Linked DNA regions of Rattus norvegicus: region 1 is linked to region 2. A link is a contact called in public Hi-C data. All regions are on one chromosome and are shown on one strand. Each heading gives the region's core, a stretch centred on a gene start, on an enhancer-like site or on the middle of the called end of the contact. The rest is flanking DNA. Distances are from core to core; before and after follow the strand shown. Region 1 overlaps Notch2 (notch receptor 2). Region 2 holds the start of Notch2 (notch receptor 2).

The links. A called contact is a pair of places that touch in the nucleus more often than the background predicts.
Region 1: a Hi-C map of the A7r5 cell line shows a contact between it and region 2, with 1.5 times the contacts expected there. The contact joins the enhancer-like site here to the promoter of Notch2 in region 2. A contact is called at or near these places in 3 of 12 Hi-C or Micro-C datasets (the A7r5 cell line, kidney and liver).

The regions. Positions count from the first base shown.
Region 1 is chr2:188,347,569-188,351,362 of GRCr8, forward strand. All of the region lies in intron 2 of Notch2 (notch receptor 2), which reads left to right. Among named protein-coding and RNA genes, the nearest start is that of Notch2, 50 kb to the left of the region's middle. Within about 2 kb of position 1,588, at least 42 of the 93 cell types and tissues checked have an H3K27ac peak or open chromatin away from gene starts, as enhancers often do. A contact at or near this core is called in the A7r5 cell line, where this site is marked.
Region 2 is chr2:188,297,674-188,301,493 of GRCr8, forward strand. Notch2 (notch receptor 2) reads left to right here and starts at 1,663. Exons shown (of 34, transcript NM_024358.2): 1 at 1,663-1,897. The coding sequence starts at 1,825.

The sequences.
Region 1 (3,794 bases), core at 338-2,837, 50 kb after region 2:
AGCACTGTTTGTGTCCTGGTTCCATTGTTCAGAGGCTGCTGAAGGCCCTGGGCACTCAGCTGGGTCTCAGAGCTCTGGTAAGTGAGCTCAGACTGTCAGCTGGAGGACAAGAGCACTCGCAAAGTTCCCGTGTAAATAAAGCCTGTCTTCCTATTGCCCGGCTCCCCATTCCAGCGCCGACCTAGGGTCGAATTGCTGTGAACCAGCGGGTCTGAGGCCCTGCCTCTTCAGCCTCTTCAGCCTGGATGTGTTAGAGTCAGTGTGCTCATTGCTTCATTCAGATGAGGGGTGGAGAAACCTGAACACCTGTGAGCCAATCGAGGTAGGGCTCCAGAAGACAAACCCTGGCCTCCCAGCTCCCTTGTCGGAGTTTTCCTGTGGGAAACTTTTAATTTGGAAGCATTCAGCTAATGTGGGAATCAAGATTAACATTTTCTGAAATACTTGTACAAGAAAGGCAGAAATGTGCTGTCCAGGAAGCAGATTTACATAGTAGAAAAACGCCTGCCTTGCAGTCTTTGTGTGTCAGATGTGAGTGAGTGAGTGTGTGTGTTGGGGTGTGTTTGGGAGGTGTGGGTGTGTGTGTATGAGGGGGCGGGGGGGAGTGTGAGTGAGTGTTTGTGTGTGGGGGTCGGGTGGGGGGGAGAGAGAGAGAGAGAGAGAGTGTGTGTGTGTGTGTGTGTGTGTGTGTGTGTGTGTGTGTAGGGTTGATTGTATACTGGTCTTTGTTTCTTTATATCAAACCAAGAAGGCCCTAGAAAGCATGTTTTACCACAAACAGCCTGTTTGGGGCTCCACTGTGCACACCAGCACTTCCCCTTCTTACTGGGTAAGATATACTGTTTCCTTCTCTTTTTTCTTTATTTCCCTTTCGTCTTTGGAAGTAGCAGCAGGGAATGAGTGTAGTGGGGGGTTGTGGGACAATGCATATGATAAAGCAGCTTCCATTTTCTATTATCAGGAAGTTAGCTGTAGGTCCACGCTGAACACAAAACGAAACAAAAGCCAAACAATAACAACAAAACAAGTCAGCAGTGAGCACAGCCCAGTTAGTTACCTTTGCACGGTCACAGAATTAAGAGGTTGATAGTCTAGCGAGATGTGGGGCTGAGGGACACGTTGAGGTTACCCAGTGGCCTGGGATATTGAGTGTAGCAGAGGCATTGAGACTGGAGTCTAAAAACTTTGGGGCACCTAGATGTTTTCAGCCTGGCTTTGGGAATTGAAAGTTAAATAGGAACTTTCACTGGTTACTGCTAGCTTCATCTGTTAGCAATTACTTTTATCTACTTTAACGGGGAATGGGAACAGGGTAGGGGTGGGTGGTGGTGGCAGGAAACCTGGCTGGCATCATGGTCACAGGAAAGAACAGACTGATTTGAGGCCCTTTAAACTACAGACCTTTGTTACTGTCCAGCGTTTCATTTGGTTTGTGGGTCGTTAGCCCCCATCCCCCATGTACCTTAATGACCGGTTGTCCCCCTCCTGAGCTCAGTGGAGGCTGGCCGCCACCATAGAGCGGAGGGCTGAGAGGCCCAGAGCAAGACGAAAGTGGGTTGAAAGCCGAGTTCTGGTTAAAGAATTTTCTGCTGGAAACCAGCCCAGAGGGAGTCAAGAGGAGCTTTAATGAGGAGCAGCTGCACTGCGATGCAGCCCACAGGAGACATTTTCCCTCCATTCCACATTCTGCACAGTTTTTGAAAACTCACGATTTTGAAATTGCTGTTGTGTGAAGACTGCCCCTCCCTCCTGTGTGTGGTGGGGCTTCCTTTGTTGTTGTTTTTAATGACCAAATCCTCACCAACAATAAAAATAAAACTCCCAAAAACACAAGCAAAAGGGTTGCAGCACGGCCTGGGCACAATTTGGGCTCACCCTGCTGCTGGAACATTTGGTGGAAATGGGGTGAGCAAGCCCTGGTGTTTAGTTGGAAGAGAGGTTGTTTCTTCCTCAGACGTCACCCATTTTGGAGCTGACAGAGCTGCTCCCTGCTTTTGGCTTTTCTCTCGATGGGTGGCTGTTCACTTGGGAAGTTCTCCTGCCCTGTATTACTGGGGAGACAGCCTACACTGTGGCCATTGCAGATGGACGATAGGTGGGAACTGCCATTCTTGTCCCTGTTCCATGTCCAGAATCCAGGCTACTGTGCCTGGGAGAGGCAGGGCCTGGCTGGCTGTTTCAGGGAGGGCCTTAAAGGAGTCCTTTCAGATGAAACCTTTTCTACTGCTTTCTCTCTTTCCTGCCTTCACCCTATTCTCCCATTGCATGTGCAATGAGCAGTAGCTTCTTTTGTGTCATTAGCAGCAGACTTGTAATAGGTAATGGCCGTAGCCCTGTGGACCAGGCAGTAAGTAAGCATCTGCCTGTGTCTGCATTTGCCTGCTGAGCTCATTTCCCAAGAACAGAGTCACACCTCTGGCTGTCCCTTCCACCGTCTTTTACTTAGCATAATAATGTTTTAGTGTGTCAGGTAGTCCGTCCCTTATTCTGGACAGATAATGTTTTATTGTGTGGATAGAATACTCACCAGGGGATGGGTAGTTGGGCTGTTTTACCTTCAGCTATTATGAATCATGCTGGCATGAACTTGTGAACGAAGAATGCTAGTGTGAGCATAGGCTTTTAGTTACTGTGGGGTGTGTGTGGGGGGACAGAATTTTAGGGAAAGATGTATCTTATAATGGAAAGACTGAAGACTGTTGAAGCAGCAAGCCAGTCATTTTACGTCACAATACTGTGAATACAGCATTTACTGTTTGCTGCATGGGGTTCTCAGTGCTGTGAAGACGTGAGGACCCCGTGAGGGCAGGCACTCATACTGAGTCTGTGTCACAAGAGAGAGGGCCAGTGCTGTGCTCCAGCTCCTACGGTGAACCAGATCTGCAGTGCAGGGAGCTGGTTCTGAGGTACAGGCTCAGCAGCAGGACAAATGAACACGGTGACGTCCTGCCGCTGCATCACGTTGGTGCAAGCAGGGGCTGGTTATCGCCTCTTGGGAATAGTTTAGAAATGCTTATACCACTCGATTGAAATTACCTTACGGTGCCTTAAGGTTTGATGCATGGAGGTGGGAATAGAGCCAGCAACAAGATGTCTGACCTGAGGCTTTAAAGATGATTAGAACTGCTATCAATAGGGGAACAGTTAACACAAGTGATAAGGAATTCAGTTAACAAGACTTGTCAGACACGGCAACTGTATATAACTTAAAGAGAGATTAGATAAAAGAGATGTCGAATTATGACCCTTAGGAAATTGGAAGAGCTGAAAGTTTCTTGGGGAAATGATCTTTCCCTAATGTTTTTCTTTACGTCATTGGCAGGACATATTATGATAGGTAGTGGCTTAGAAAGCTGAACCGGTGCCCTAGAGTGGCGTCCTTTGGAGTCTGCTGTGTTTAAATCATTGTAACAAGGACAAGCACTAAGTGTATGGTGGAGAAAAGAGCAGTGTGGCCCAGAATTGAACTGAAAATGGCCATAATGGAAAGGAAAAAGGTAGACCAACTTTGCTAGGCCTGGTCACATTCCAGATGGTATAGGAAGTGACCCACAGAGCTTCCAGTGGGACTGGGGGTGCCCTTGCGTGAGCAGAGAAATGTCAGCTAAACCTCACCAGGTCTGCACTCTTAGGAGGTGATCGGAGCCTCCTGGGTTGCAAGCTGTCTTCTGAGAAGTGAGACGTGGTCAGAAAGAAAGGACTGTCTGCACACTGAGCCCAAGAGGCTTGTTTGTACATGGATACAAACATACAGGCATCTTAGTAGAAAGGAAGGGAGGAGGGACGTCGTTGAA
Region 2 (3,820 bases), core at 413-2,912:
GGGGATTGTGCACATATGTGTGGGTGCCCATGAAGCCAGAACTCTTAGAACTAGAGTTATATGAGTTAAAATGGAGAGAAGGTTTACATGAAGTCACCTGAGTACGTGATTCACTTCTCATCCAAGGCATCCCCTCCTGGGGAAGCAGAATTAGCATCAAAATACAAACATATGTGTATATGTATGTGGCATATGATATATGCGTGTATGGTGTATTGTGTGTATAATACATGGTGTATGTGAGTGATATATGCTGTATATGTATATATGCACATGTGTAGAGTTCAGAAGGCATCAGCTATCCTGTTCTATCACTCATCTTAGTCCCTTGAGAAGCGTTTGTGTGTCTCTCTTATGGAACCTGAAATTGGGCTACCAGCTAGTTAGTCCCAGAGATTCATTTAACTCCATCCCATACAATTGTTTCAGGCATGTGCATAGTCAAACCTGGCTTTTAATGTGAGTGTTGGGGATTTGAACTCAGGTCCTTGTGCTTGCACAGCAAGCCCTCTTACCCTCTGAGCCATTTCCCCAGATCCTAAAGCACTTCTCAAAATGCAGTTTTAATGTTCACACCCATATTCACTTGTATTCTGCATTCTAGGTCACCATCTACTATGTGATAGGCACTGATGGTGACGACCATGGTCTTTGGCGGTAAAGATTTCGCAGTGTAGTTAAGACAGAAATAGATAGTCCTGTGTGGTTCATGCAATTCCTTGTAGTGGCCAGTTTCATATACTCTACAAACTCATCTATACCCAGGCTAGATCACAGTCCACACTCACGTTGGAAAGAACTAGTTAGGGTTATAGCTTTATCTGTCATTTAAAAACGATGTACACAAACAACCATAAGATATGTGAATGGTATTCTTAGAGTCTTGCTCTGCAATTTGTGTTTTCATCATCATTTTGGTTTTACGGTTGACGTATATGAAGGTGATATTTTCAGTCGTATTGCACCTCACTTATAATTACGAATTATTCACCTAGCCCCCAAGGGTGGGGCATTTAGGTCACTCTTAACTCGCAGCTATTAATAGGTTACAAAGAGTATTCTGGTTCTTACCATTTTCTACACTTTGACTAGAGTTTCAGGCTTCTGTTGTCAGGATACCTGTCTTTTGAAAGCCTCCCCTAAATTATCCTAGACCCTAGAGTGGATGATCCCAGGGTCCCAAGCATCTTGCTACAGGAAGTTCACTAAAAGAACCAAAGATGGATGGATGAATAGATGAATGAACGAAATGCCCAGAGCATCTCAAGGAATGTCCCCTTAAGAGGACTTTGGCGCCTACTTTCCGTTGACAGCCCCGTGTCTGCTCTCCCTCATTTCTCTAATCAGCCAAGGAGTGTGTGGGTGTGTGGGGCATGAGGTCTGCCTCTCTTTACAAGTTCAGGATCCGCGCAAACCCTCGCGTTTGATGTTGGTCGCTTCAGCCAACCCCTTATCGGAGCTCACGGGCGGGCCAGGCGGCCGGGCGGGCCGAGTACCAAGTGCTGTTCGCTCAGATCCCTCCGCGCGCAGCGGACCGGCGCTTCTTTCTGCGGGAAACCCCTGGGCACGCGGCGGCGACGGGGGCGGAGCCTCGCGGTGGGAGGAGGCCGAGGCGGAAGGACACGCGGGCCACTCTGCCGCGCGGCTCAGCCAGAAACTTTCAGCCAAACTTCGGGCGGCGGCCTGGCTGCGCGGAGTGCCGGGGCGGCGTAGCGGCAGCTCCTGGACTCGGCGAGCCGCGGGGGCAGGGTAGAGCACGCGAGAGCGGGGCTCCTGGTCGGGACCCGCTCCCCATGCGGATCTGCTTTGGCTGCGGCAGTGAAGATGCCCGCTCTGCGTCCCGCCGCGCTGCGGGCGCTGCTGTGGCTCTGGCTGTGCGGCGCGGGCCCCGCGCACGGTGAGTACCAGGCGCCCGGGAGACCATCCCTCTGCCACTGCGCGCTCCGGGGGCTGCGCCTTCCAAACTGCCTGGTCCGGGCCTCGAGTCTTGGCAACGCGTAGCGTCTCGGGTTCCGCGTTAGCGGGGTCTCGGGCGAGCAGCTCGCGGGCCGAGGTGCGAGTATGATTGGGAGGGCGGCGGGGGCTTGCGGCGTTCCCAACTTTTGACACCCGGATCGGTCGGTCTGTCCGGAGGAGGAGTTGGGCGTGGGGCTTAGGTCTTGGAGAGGTGGAGGCAGCAGTGGGGGAACTGGTGTGGCAGCGTGCTGAGCCACATGATTGAAAATCTCAACTGCTGTTATTCTTTCCGAGGCGCGGAGCTCGGCTGCGGTTCCAGTGTGCGTCCAGCCCCAGGAATGTGGTGTGACGATCCCCAACTCCTCCGACCTGGCAGCAGCTTGCTGCTCTTTTGGCACCGTTGGGGGTGGGGCAGGGGCGGGGGCAGGCGAGGAAAAGTGGAGACAGTGGTTGATTCGTAGCGCTTGCTTAGAAAGGCTCGTTATGGTGGGATATTCCTTGCCCCCTCTCTAACACGGTGGGAGCCAGGAAAGGAAATCGAATCATACTTTGCCCATTCCACCCACATCTTTAGATCTTACGTTTCTTTGGAATGTTGTATGGAAAGAACTTTGGAGCCCAGCTCTGTAATCCTGGATTCAAATCTGCTGTATTAACTCACCAATAAAATGGGGATGAAATTACCCAGCTAATAGGATTAATTAAAAGAATGTATATTAAACCCGTAGCGCTTAAAAGATATTGAGAAAAGTTCTTTTAGGACAGGGGCAGCGGTTTGGTCTTTCTGGGTGAAGTTTGTGCTTCCAGTGGGGAGTATGACTTGTACACAGTGTTCGATGAACTGGTAGGGTCCTCCTTTAACTCAAGAACAGTTAGCTTTTTACCAGAAAACCCCTACGACATCTTTTTCAGAGAAAGGATGAGTTTCAGAAAAATCCGGGCTTTGTTCATTGTAGCAAGCAGCGGACATGCCAATTCCAGATGCTTTGAGGACTCGATTATTTATCACCTGCAAACAGTGCTGGCTTGTTCAGCATCAACCAGATACTTTTTGAAAAGTTCAAATGACTTACATTGCTGGGTCCGCAGGTTGTCAGAAGTGGACCAAGGAGCCTGTTTAGGATGAACGGTTTCCAAGACTTTTCCTAAAAACTCAACGATGGCATTTTGCCTTACCCTTTTTCTTTGAATGAAGCTGTTAGCCCTAAGTGTAGATTTAGGGTAAAGAGGTGTATAATTAGTGTGATTTTTCTGAGGATTACAGTGCTTGGTTCCCCCGTGACTTGTTTTACACAGTAAATAACTTTAGTCTTCATGATCTGTGTCTTTCCCTTATGAAAGAGGATTAAAAGCATAACTTTTTTTTTTTTCTGAGTACTTTGGGGACTAATACCTAGGGCCGTAAAGAGACTCACCAGTCACTGGCAACAGAAACAGGATGAGGCTGGTCCATGGGCTTTCCTGACGTGTTGAACCCCAGTGCATTCAACTGATGCCCCTGCTTCTGCTCTTGCTGGCCTTTACTATCCCTGGGGGTCAAGTTGAGTGTTAGTCCAGCTGGCTCAAATTTAGGTATTTTGGGTTTTAGACAGATGTTCTTTAGATGCTAAACTATTCTCATAAAAGAGATTAAAGAGTTCGTTGCTGTTGCAAATCTTAAATCTTCCCAGGGTCTAGCAGGGAAGCTTCCTAATCTATTATGGGGGTATTTTGCCAAGGTACCAATTATAACTCTCCCTCCCTAACTTTTGAGTGTTCCCATGTTTGGCTTGTGGCCAGTTGTTAATTTGAACATCACTGATTCCTAAGGCAAGGAGCTGTCAACCCATCTGTGTGAGCTTCTGAACGGCTCTGGACCACCCCT